Regions from separate parts of the Ovis aries genome. Here region 1 is linked to region 2. A link is a contact called in public Hi-C data. All regions are on one chromosome and are shown on one strand. Each heading gives the region's core, a stretch centred on a gene start, on an enhancer-like site or on the middle of the called end of the contact. The rest is flanking DNA. Distances are from core to core; before and after follow the strand shown. Region 1 has its middle 33 kb from the start of IL1RL2. Region 2 holds the start of IL18R1 (interleukin 18 receptor 1).

Region 1 (6,110 bases), core at 1,094-3,593, 100 kb after region 2:
AGGAAAAGCTCTTTATATTTTTGAAAATAAAAGAAAACCACACGCCTTTTCCCTTAGCTAGAAAAACAAATCTTTTTCTTTTTTCATAGGCAAATTTGCTCAAGTGTCTGAGAGATAGTTGTTTTTTTTAAAATCTCCTTTTAACCTACTGGAATGTTCAAACTTATTTTGGAGAAAAGTTCACATATATACAAAAATAGAGAGAATAATACCATGGGCCCCGATGAACATCGTTCACAGTCATCTTTTTTCACCCATTCTCTAAAGGGTTCCTCCTCTCTCTATGCTGAATTATTTTGAGGCTAATCTCTGACATCCTAGTATTTCATCCATAAATGCTTCGTTATATCCCATCCAAAATGCAAGGACTCTTTTGGAAACATAACGATACTATTATTATCACATCAAGACACTTAAGGGCAAAGCTACAGTATCATTAAACACTTAGTGATGCATTTCCCTAGGCCCATTTCTTGCAACTGCTTACTCCTGGGTGACCTCTTATATCCTTAACTTCTTCATTTTTAATGTGGAGAAAATATAAGGTCACTGACAGTAGTAAATGAGAGATTATATTGAAGAGGTTAGTGTAGGAGTCTGGCACATTGTAAGCGTCCTGAACTTGTAGCGACAGGTGACTTGCCATGTTCCCCACTTTCTCTTCTAGGCATTTGCCCTTATTTTATGAATTTCCTATTCATATCTTCTGGCCCTTTTTCTAGTGGGCATTAAGAATAGCAATCCTTATCTTTCTTATTCTTGCTCACATTTTTTTCAGTTTATTCTATGCTTTTCTATTTTACTTACAATTATGGGGGAAAATACGTCCTTCCTTTCCTTTATTTGGATCCAATATAATATATATCTATATTTTTTCAGTGTTTTATGTTTTTACATTTTTTTATTTGGTTCATATAAACTTTGAGAGTCACTCACTAAATGAGCCCCATAATCTATTTTCACTAAAAAAGCAAAAATATTGGGTTGGTCAAAAGCTCACTCATGTTTTTCCCTGTAAGATGTTATGTAAAACATCGAACAAATGTCTTGGCCAACCCGTTATAATCACTCTCTGAATTCATGAGCTTATTTTTTATATATGTAAAATCAGGTTTTTCATAAGGTGGAACTACTCTGAACTCAGTTATATACATTAGTCTTGGGTAAACTATATTCACAGTAATACTGATTAGCAGTTGTGTGTAGGACTTCCAGCCCTTTCCACATATTGCACTTAATATTTACTACTCTCTATCAAGAAAGTATTACTGTTACCTGGATTCTAGAGATGGCTCACTGGGCTAATGGAACAGCGAGACTAGCCACCCGGAACCCAGGTTCTCTGCCTCCCAAGCCCCTCTAACACCAGACCAAGGCTCCTTCCTCACTTGCAAAGTGGAAATCCTTAGGGTGCCTCCTCGCAGCGCTGATGATGAGCCATTATGTACAGAGCATGTAGAAAAATGTCTGAAATGTTGTGAGCGCTCCGTAAATGTTACTTATCGCTGTTATCATTAGTGTGGCAACAAAATTAATAACTGTGAAATAACAGTTATAGTAAAAATGACATCACAGTAAAAATAATATGAAGTATCACTGGTGTTGTTCAGTCACTGAGTCGTGTCCGACTCTCTTGTGACCCCGTAGACTGTAGCCCACCAGGCTCCTCTGTCCACGGGATTTCCCAGGCAAGAACACTGGAGTGGGGTGCCATGCCCTCTCCAGGGGATCTCTCTGACCCAGAGATGGAACCTGCGCCTTATGCATTGCCAGCTGAGCTACCAGGGAAGCCCATGAATTACTGCAACAATGTAAGAATGATAAAAGCCAGCGCTCACTGAGGTCTCACTAGGCACCAGTTTTACTGGCTGATTGTCCTGCAATATTGATACTTGGTTTTTTTTTGTTTTTGTTTTTTTTTACAGAGGAAGAAACTAAAGCAGAATACTGCCTTGAGGGACTAAGAAGTCAGATTTAGCAGATGAACTCAGTAGGTGCGGAGTGTGGTTGGAACCCAGGCAGTATGCGGCGGGGCAATCTTTCAGGAATCACCACCTCAGACCCCTGCCTTGTGGGCATGAAAGCGCAGCCTCCTGGTCCCCATCACAACTCGTGGACAGAGGGCTGCAGGCTTGAAAGCCCGAGGGTTAGAAACTCAGTGGCAGGCTTAGAAAATGGCCCTCTCTCAACCTTTCCCACAGCCTAAGAAGGAGGAGACAAAATGGCCTTAAGGTGGAGACCCCGACAGGCTGCGCGGGCACCTGCGAGGGTAAGGATGCTGCGTTCTCAGTCCGGGATGCTGCAGGCTCCCAAACAAGGGGCGCGTTCACTCGGATTCGCCAGCAGAGGGCGCAGTAGCGCCGCGGGGAGATCTTTGATGGCTCCAAGCTGGGGCGTTAACCTCGGTTCCCCCTGTCTCAAGAGAGGAAATGCTTTTCTCTTTCACAAGATCCTTCACCCACGGGGCTACTTTCTTTCCCTCTTGATGTCATCCTGTTACACAGGCAGGAAGTCCTGTTGGCTCAAGACTTGGCTACAGGGAAGACTTCCGCCGCCCTGCGGTCACAGAAGAACAAAGCACTTTGACCCAGAAGTTATGCAACCCAAGAGGAGCCAGACTCACCACTTGATACAGCCTGTTGATGGGGGTGAAAGGGGAGCGTGAAAAGGCTGGCTTAAAACTCAACAGTCAAAAACTGAAGATCATGGCATCCAGTCCCATAACTTCATGGCAAATAGGGGGGAAAGGTGGAAACAGGGACAGATTTTACTTTTTTTAGTCCCCAGAATCTCTGCGGACAATGGTTGAAAAGTGAAAGTGTTAGCTGCTCAGTCAGGTCTGACTCTTTGTGGCCCCATGAACGGTAGCCTTGCCAGGCTCCTCTGTCCATAGGCTTCCCCAGGCAAGAATACTGCAGTGGGTTGCCATGCCCTGACCCAGGGAACAAACTCGCACCTCCTGCATTGGCAGGCAAATTCTTCACTGTCTGAGCCACCAGAAAAGCCTTGTGGATGGTGACTGCAGCCATGAAATTAAACGTCACTCGCTCCTTGGAAGAAAAGCTATAGTAAACCTTGACAATGTATTAGAAAGCAGAGGTGTGACTTTGCCAACAAAGGTCCGTATAGTCAAAGCTGTGGTGTTTCCAGTAGTCATGTATGGATGTGAGTTAGATTATAAGGAAGGCTGAGCACCGAAGAATTGATGCTTTAGAACTGCGATACTGGAGAAGACTCTTGAGAGTCCCTTGGACAGCAAGATCAAATCAGTCAATCCTAAAGGAAACCAACCCTGAATATTCATTGGAAGGACTGATGCTGAAGCTTCAGTACTTTGGCCACCTGATACAAAGAGCTAACTCACTGGAAAAGACCCTGATGCTGGGAAAGATTGAGGGCAGGTAGGGGATGAGAGAGGATGAGATGGTTGGATGGTATCACTGAATCAATGGTCATGAGATTGAGCAAGCTCTGGGAGATAGTGACGGACAGGGAAGCCTGGTGTGCTGCAGTCCGTGAGGTCACAGAGTCAGGCACAACTGAGTGACTGAACAACACAGTATTTCATTGTGGACAGAGGAGGTCAGGGGTACACAGTCTTCAGGCACAGGCTTTGAGTCCACTGGGACCGCTGGCTCTCACCCCATCCAGCTCTCCTCTGTGGCAGAGCTCAGGTGGGTCTAAGAATGCCACCCCAGCACCTCCTGCATCAGGAAACTGGAGGCAGGCAGGGAAGAGGAGACAGAGCAAACCACAGCAGGAGACGCCCCTTGAAACATTTTAGTGCCACCGTTTCAGCTGACGCGAGTGCAGCCCTGTTCCCCACGGCCCCATTCTGCACCTGCATTCAGAAAAGATGCGCTTTCTGCTCTTCCCAGGGGCTGGGAGGTGGGGGCTGGGCAGCCTCCTGGTAAAGACAAGAAAACCACCTGAGGGCCAGTCCTCTGATGAGTCTCCCTGTGGATTCCATTCTCCTGCTCACCCTTCTCCTTCAGTAAAGTCCTGAGGTCCTTGCAGACCAACATCTGCTGTGCTCCTCGGAACAGTCAGATCAGAGTGTCAGAGGTGGGGCATGGCAGTTGTTGTTAATAAGACAGCCTCTGATCAAGACAGCTTAAAATGCAAACCTTCCCAAAGCAGTCGAGAAAGGTGGGAAAACTAAACAACCATGTGCCATATTAAAGCAGCTTGTTTATATCCTGCCAGAGAAGCAAAAAGCTAATTTTTGTGTTTTGTCAGACTGTTCCTGAAAGGCGTGGTGTGGGTCTGACTGCTCGATGCCCAAAAGCCAATAAACAGGCCAAGTTGGTGGAAAGGAAAGTTTGCTTTATTTCAGATGCCAGCAACTTGGGGCTAAGGGCAGACATCTGTCTGAAAGCCAACTCCCCCCGCAGAACTTTTATAGGCTGGGGTTGGGGATACATGCAGAACAGCAGAGTCAGCTTGACACTCATCTTCAGATTGTCACTGGTGGCCTCACCAGTGTCTTCTTGACTGTTTTAGGTGAAGTTAATCTTCAGTTCCAGGGTCCATTTGTTCCCATTTCTCTGAGGCCAGTTCTTGGATTTGTGGCAGCTTATGTCCTCTGTACAATCTTTTCTTCATGTAGTTAACTTCTCCCATCTGGTGTTTTAGTATCTATAAGACAGCTCACAGGATACAGCCGAGAATATTATCCATAGCCCTTGACAAGAAACTAAAGGTCCTTGACTGTGCTTAATGACTGCCTCATTATTCACTCTCCTCTGACTGTTTCCCTTTGTTTCTGCGTTTCTCATTTCTCTGATTAAACTTATTCTTTGACTAAAGTTTTCCAAGGACAGAGGGGAGGCAGAGGACCTGCTGGGGGAAGGACCATAAGGTCCTGCTCTGTTTCAAGAGTTTGAGTCAATGGTAGACCACAACCAACAGATTATTTACGGAAAAGCAGACACATTCCTGAAAAATCTACCTAAACAGATTGGCAAATGTGCAGGTTTCGGAATCTGTGTTTCCCTTTACAACTCACAGGCATGAACTGCACTGGCTTTCTCAATTTTGTGGATTTGATTTTTAAAATTAAGAAGAATAAAAGAGCCTCTGGGGAGAGGTGACTCACGAGGGCAAGAGCCAGGGCTCACAGTCTGCTTCCGCCTTCCTCTAGGAGGAAGAAGAGGAGGGTGAGGTTTCAGTTTGACTGTAACAAACACCAGCATCCCTTAGAAGCTGCCTGGGCTTGGCAGGGGAAGAGGGACAGAGACACAGAGTTTCCATCCTCCGTCACTCAAGGGCCCCAGGAGAATTCTGTTCGAGACGTGTGGCCTCCAGGACTTCGTCCCAACGTCCTGTAACTCTGAGGGCTCCCCAACCCCCATCATCTATTCCAGATGTTGTGGGCTCGTCATCTGTAGAGAAGCCTCTAAGAAGGAAACCAAGGAGGAATTTTCCACTCTCTGAACTTTGCACACACACACACCCTGGATAAATCAACCACAGGAGTGAGCGTGGAAGGAAAGTTTATAACTGTGAAGTGGGATGGAGCGCTGGGGAAAGGTCAGCTGCCTGGGGCCAGCAGGAAGCCTCTGAGTCACTGTGGGGGGCAGGGGGACGGAGGGGGTGCCAGGAGGCACTGAGGAACCAGCCCTGCCACCCACTCCCTGTTGGTCAGACAGCTCCTCGTCGGACCTCGGAGTGTGCCAAGCACTTTCACGTGTGTGTCTACGTCTCAGTCTTTTGGGGAAAGACCAGCCCTCTCTGGACTCTTTGTTTGACATGACTCAACCTTGAGGCTGCCCTTTCTCGGGGACAGATGCATGGTGTTCGAGGGGAGAGACCAAAGGAAGTGGGTTTTGTGGGCGACTTAGTCATTACAGGAATGAACCAGAAGCTAGAGGGGTGTAGCACCTGCGTGTCACCTTGACTGACCTCTTCACCTCTCACTGTAAGGGAGCAGGACCCCGTGGGGCCTTCCCCTGCTTCCTCCGCTTGACCTCCTCGCTGAAGCACCTGGATGACAGTATTTGGTGCAAATTTCCTGAGGTTTTTTGTAGATGTAATAAAAATCTCCCTCTTCAACAAATGGAAAATGTTAACGACTTGACAACCAGCCCCAGGCCTCTTGGAGCCTAAGG
Region 2 (5,868 bases), core at 2,166-4,665:
GTGAGTGATAAATACCACTGAGCTATTATTACAGGTTGGCCAAAAAGTTCATTCAGGGTTTCCTGTAACAGTGTATGGAAAAACCAGAAGGAACTTCTTGGCCAATCAAATATTTTTCTATATTTCTTATTTTTTCCTTGGTGCTACTATATGGCAATACAGCTATGAGTCAAAGACTATATTCTAAACATGATAAATGCATACCACCAACTGTACCCAGAAATGTAGTAATTCATACCCCTCACCAGCACAAGACCTGAGCCTCCCTGGTGGCTCAGGTGGTAAAGAATCTGCCTGCAATGCAGGAGACCCTTGGTCAGAAAGATCCCTTGGAGAAGGGAATGGCAACCCACTCCAGTATTCTTGCCTGGAAAAACAGATGAGCCTGGTGGGCTACAGTCCACGGGGTCACAAATGAGTCAGACATGACTGAGAGGCTAACACATCAGCACAAAACAATATTCCTCTACTATACCCACATTAGCATTGAGTTCTCCCCTTCTTTAAATCTGATTGGAAATTTAAATTGGTAAAATAGTATCTCATGACTTATTATCCTGCATTTCTATTGATATAAATGAGGCAAAATACCAATCATGTATTTTCAGCTATTTTATATCCATGTCTTCATGCTTCTTTTATCCAGTTCTTAAATTTTTAAGAAATTTGTTGCAAATTTTCAATTTGTTGCATAGCTTTCCCTTTCAATCCCTGTTTTGATGTCTTAACGTATGGACAATTTTATATGTATGCATTCAAATCTATCATTCTTTTGCTTTGTAATTTTTTTTTTTTTTTGGGTTGAGCTATGTGGCACATGGGATCTTATCAATAGTTCCCTGGCCAGGGATCAAACCAGTGCTCCCTTCCAGCCCATCCAAGGCATTGGAAAATCGGGTTCCAGATCCCAGGACAGCAGCACCAAATGGGTGTGATGTATCAATAATACACTGAGCCCAGGTACCTGCATCTGAAGAACAGCCCAGGCATCTATTTGCCAACTGCTATATAGACACTTATTCCTTGGAAGAAAAGTTATGACCAACCTAGATAGCATATTCAAAAGCAGAGATATTACTTTGCCGACTAAGGTCTGTCTAGTCAAGGCTATGGTTTTTCCAGTGGTCATGTATGGATGTGAGAGTTGGACTGTGAAGAAGGCTGAGCACCGAAGAATTGATGCTTTTGAACTGTGGTGTTGGAGAAGACTCTTGAGAGTCCCTTGGACTGCAAGGAGATCCAACCAGTCCATTCTGAAGGAGATCAACCCTGGGATTTCTTTGGAAGGAATGATGCTAAAGCTGAAACTCCAGTACTTTGGCCACCTCATGCGAAGAGCTGACTGATTGGAAAAGACTTTGATGCTGGGAGGGATTGGGGGCAGGAGGAAAAGGGGACGACAGAGGATGAGATGGCTGGATGGCATCACTGACTCAATGGACGTGAGTCTGAGTGAACTCCGGGAGTTGGTGATGGACAGGGAGGCCTGGCATGCTGCAATTCATGGGGTCGCAAAGAGTCAGACACAACTGAGTGACTGAACTGAACTGTACAGCCGCTGGGGCTCTAAAACCCTGGGAGGCACCTCAGATCAAGGCAAAGGTTTTGAAATTAGGAAAATGTAGGAGTGAATCTGGGAATCTGTTACTTAGTAGCTGGATGCCCTTGGGTAAACTACCGAACCTAGGGCCCCCTCCTTTTAAGAAGCATGCTTCACCACTGTTGACAATAGCCAGGATGTGGAAACAACCTAAACCCGTCCAGTGACGGATGAATGGATAAAGATGTGGTGCTACACAGAATACTGAAGCAAAGTGGAGTCACTTGGTCGTGTCCGACTACTTGCAACCCCATGGGCTGTAGCCTACCAGCCTCCTCCGTCCATGGGATTTTCCAAGCAAGAGTACTGGAGTGGGTTACATGGAATAGTACTCAGCCACTAAAAGGAATGCAATAGGGTCATTTATCAAGACGTGGATGGGCCTAGAGTCTGTCATATAGAATGAAGTAAGTCAGGAAGAGAAAAGCAAGTATCATATATTAACGTATATATGTGGAATCTTGAAAAACGGTTCTGATGAACCTGTTTCCGAGGCAGGACTACAGACAAAGACACAGAGAACTGGCATGTGGACACAGAGGGAGGGAAGGGAGGATGGGACGAATTGAGATTAGGGTTGACATATACACACTATCATGTATTAAATAGGTAACTAGTGGGAGCCTGCTGCACAGTACAGGGAGCTCAGCTCAGTGGTCTGTGATGACCGAGAGGGGGAAGGGGCAGAGAGGCTCAGGAGGGAGGGGGTATATGTATACGTACAGCCGACTCACTTTATTGTACAGCAAAACCAACACAACCTCGTAAAGCAATTACACCCACCCCGCCCCCAAAAAAGAATAGGAGGCATACTTCATTTGGCCTGTAGGAGGCTGAATCGAAAACGAGGCATCTAAACGTTTTCTGCACAGTGTCAGACACAAGTAACTGCTTGATAAATGAAAACTCTCACTTCCTTTCCCTATTCTCACCTTCCTAGAAAAAAAAAATTGGGACGGTTTTAGACTCTAAAATTATACTATCAGGGAAAGTTGATGGTGAATCACCAATTATTCATGCAAGTATGCACATGTGCTTAATATTTAAAATTATATGCATAACATATATAATGGGGTTCTCTGGTGGCTCAGCGGTAAAGAATCCACCTGCAATGCAGGAGACACACAGGCGACTCCGTTCTATCTGTTCTTGCCTGGAGAATTCCACGGACAGAAAAGCCTGGCGGGGCTACAGTAGGGTCGCAAACAGTCAGACACGACTGAGCGACTAACACTTTCATACATCGTCATATTTAACTGATCTTTCAGAAACGCTGCCCCAGAGGCTGGCCGCCCCCTTGGCAGCAGAGGAAAAGTGGAAGAAGGTGAAGGTGATTAAGACAGGTCTTTCTTACCGTCAGAAGGGGTCCCGAGGCTAGGGCGGGGGCTTCCTCCACACCGTTCAGATGGCGGAGGCAGGCGAGAAACAATACTTGCTGCCTTTCTCCCACCGTGAAAGAAGAAAGGAGCCGCAAGTGCAATTAAAGAGAAGGCTGAAAAAGAAAAGAAAAAGAAAAAGAAAAAGGAACGGAAAGTATGAAGACAGAGAGAGTCTGGCAGAACTCAGCTGCGAGTGGGGTGCTCGCTGCTCCTGTTCCGCGGCCGGGGGACGTGTCCTGGGTCTGGGACGCTCCCCGTCCGGGTTTGCTCTGGTCACGATTCTTCGAGTCTGGCTTCTCCGTGGGGGCCCTCCGGGTCCGGGGTTCTCCCAGTTTGGGGATGCTTCTCGGATGGGGGCGCTTAGAGTCCCGGGTGTTCCAGGTTCTGCGCGTTCTGGGTCCTGGGTGTCCGGGTCCGCGGCGCACCGGGAGCGGAGTGCGCGCTCCTCGCCGCGCTCGGGGTACAGGCTCCAGTCGCTGGGCGCCCCGCCCTTGGGTTCCGGGGAGCGGCTCGCTGGAGCCGGGAGCCGAGGGGGCCGAGGAGGCTGCGGCGAGGGGCGGCGCGCCTAGGTCCCCGAAGCTGGCGAGCGGCCCCCGGGGCCAGGAGGGGGCGCGCCGGGGCAGCTCCTACGCACCCTGGGCGCAGCGGGCAGCTGGCATCAGAGCCCCGGAGTCTGTCTTTGGACTGAGAGCATTTGCGCTTTAGGGGAAGGGGCTGGGCCGGCAGGCGACCCCATGGAGGTAGAAGAGCAGTTCTAACCCTGAGGGCCCGGCTTCCCCGAGGCTAACCAAAGGTGCGGAGGACTTGGTGTTTCAAGCTCTGGGGTCCTGGCTGGGTCCTAAGGCTTTTTGCTAAGCCTGATGGATGGGCGTTCCCTCTTGGGAAGTAAAAGAGAAGCACAGAGGTGTTAAATTGAAATTTTTAAAAGAGTTAGAAGAAAAGGAGGCTAAAGGAGAAGGTGTGTTTAAGTTTTTATGGTGTGGTGTGAGAAATGGAACATTTCCTGCCATATCAGTAAATAAGGATGTCACAGACATCCGCTATTTCAGCCCTCCAATGTGAGCCCTAAGGTCACTCTGAAAGGAAATGAGTGCCATTCGGAGGAGCCTGGTGGGCTGCAGTCCATGGGGTCCCTAAGTCAGACACGACTGAGCGACTTCACTTTCACTTTTCACTTTCATGCATTGGAAAAAGAAATGGCAACCCACTCCAGTGTTCTTGCCTAGAGAATCCCAGGGATGGGGGAGCCTGGTGGGCTGCCGTCAATGGGGTTGCACAGAGTCGGACAGGACGGAAGCGACTTGGCAGCAGCAGCAGGTGTCAGCAGTATGTAGCCGCTCCCTAAGGTGAACCTTGAGGCACTTCAGGACGTGCACACACAGGATATGACCCCCAGACAGATGAGATGCACATCAAAGGAATGATTTCAGTGAGCCCAGACTCTTGCATCTTCCCACACATAGAAAAGAGCTAAATTCCTTAACCTGAAGCATCTGGTTTCTTTAATTAACAGTAATCATTTGATGTTCCCAACTACCCCTCCTTGGTTGCAAAACTCCTAAATATCGTAGCTCCTCCCCTCACTTCCTCACAGCAGTTTCTCAGAACTATCTGAAATGCTATCTCCGGAGTCCAGTCCTCATTTGCCCCCAACACAACTTGAACTCTCAACTCCCGCATTGTGGCATTTTTTAAAAAAATCAGCAGATGGAACTCAGGATGTATTTTTAGACTGGCCTGTGATTATATCTTTCGAACAAAAATGAGAAATGAAACCCATGGCAGACAGGTAAACAGTTTAAAGAGAGTGATTTTCATTCTTTTTATCCAATCAAAGTCATTCATCTAATAAAAGAGAAAAACCATAGGATTTCTCAAAAATGCAACCAAAAAGCAACTGGCGATATTCAATACTGTTTCTTGATTAATAACACTAGGAAAATTGGGAACAGAAGGGACCATTCTTACTCTGATGAAGAATACCTATAAGAAAGCTATGTGTAACTACAAAACTAATAGTGAAACACTTGGCACTTTCCTAAGATGGGGAATAAGATAAAGATGTCAGCTCTCACCTAAGACAATCATTTTGTAATTAGTAAAGAAATAAAAATAAAAGGCATACAGATTGGAAAGGAAGCAATAAAACTACTGGTTTTAGCAGAGGGCATAATTTTATGTTGATCACCCTTTGAAATCTATAAGAAAAGCCTGTTGGAAAAAAATTAATGAATTTATCAAGATCGTAAAATACAAGGTGAATATATAGAAATCGATTGTGTAGTGGGAATTTCTAATAATGTACTTTCACAGCTTTGAGAAATTTCACAGAAATAGCACCTGGAAAAATAGCGTATATTAAGAAACTATGTTAATGATTATCTTTCATGTTTTCCTTAAGAATAATCTCCTTGTTACAAGCCCCAAGGCCAGACCCAGAGGGAGTATGACTGGGATTGTAAAAGCATGGATTTTGGAATGCTAGTCAATGTCAGGCACTAACACTGCCTACGCACTTGCTAATTGCTCCCAAGACTAGCTCAAAAGGGAAAGGCCTGGGGTAAACACAAGGAGATCTGGGCTTTGTCAGTGTGGTGCATAACATTTAGGAGTACATTATTAATACAGCATGTGTCTTGAGAAAGATAAGATCTGAGAAAATCTTGTAGTCTGCAATTAGGAATAAAAGCTGGACTCAGAGTGGACTCTTAACCTCAGTCCAATAGAGGCTGCAGATCCACTGACCCATTGCACCAGATTTCGTGTTCTGTCTTCATTCTCATCACTTGCTACCAGACCATTAGTGCAACAGATTGCAATCCTATATACTAAAAATGGAAATTTGGAAAATGAACTTTGCTAGAAAGATACCACTTACCAAAGCAAAAA

What was found. Hi-C and Micro-C count contacts between places; a contact is called where the count stands out from the background.
Region 1: a contact with region 2 is called in a Hi-C map of tail adipose tissue, with 5 times the contacts expected there. The contact joins the enhancer-like site here to the promoter of IL18R1 in region 2. A contact is called at or near these places in 2 of 16 Hi-C or Micro-C datasets (both in tail adipose tissue).

Annotation. Positions count from the first base shown.
Region 1 is chr3:99,446,333-99,452,442 of ARS-UI_Ramb_v3.0, forward strand. No RefSeq gene overlaps it. Among named protein-coding and RNA genes, the nearest start is that of IL1RL2, 33 kb to the right of the region's middle. Within about 2 kb of position 2,344, at least 18 of the 54 cell types and tissues checked have an H3K27ac peak or open chromatin away from gene starts, as enhancers often do. A contact at or near this core is called in tail adipose tissue, where this site is marked.
Region 2 is chr3:99,344,541-99,350,408 of ARS-UI_Ramb_v3.0, forward strand. IL18R1 (interleukin 18 receptor 1) reads right to left here and starts at 3,416. Exons shown (of 11, transcript XM_012173705.4): 1 at 2,955-3,416.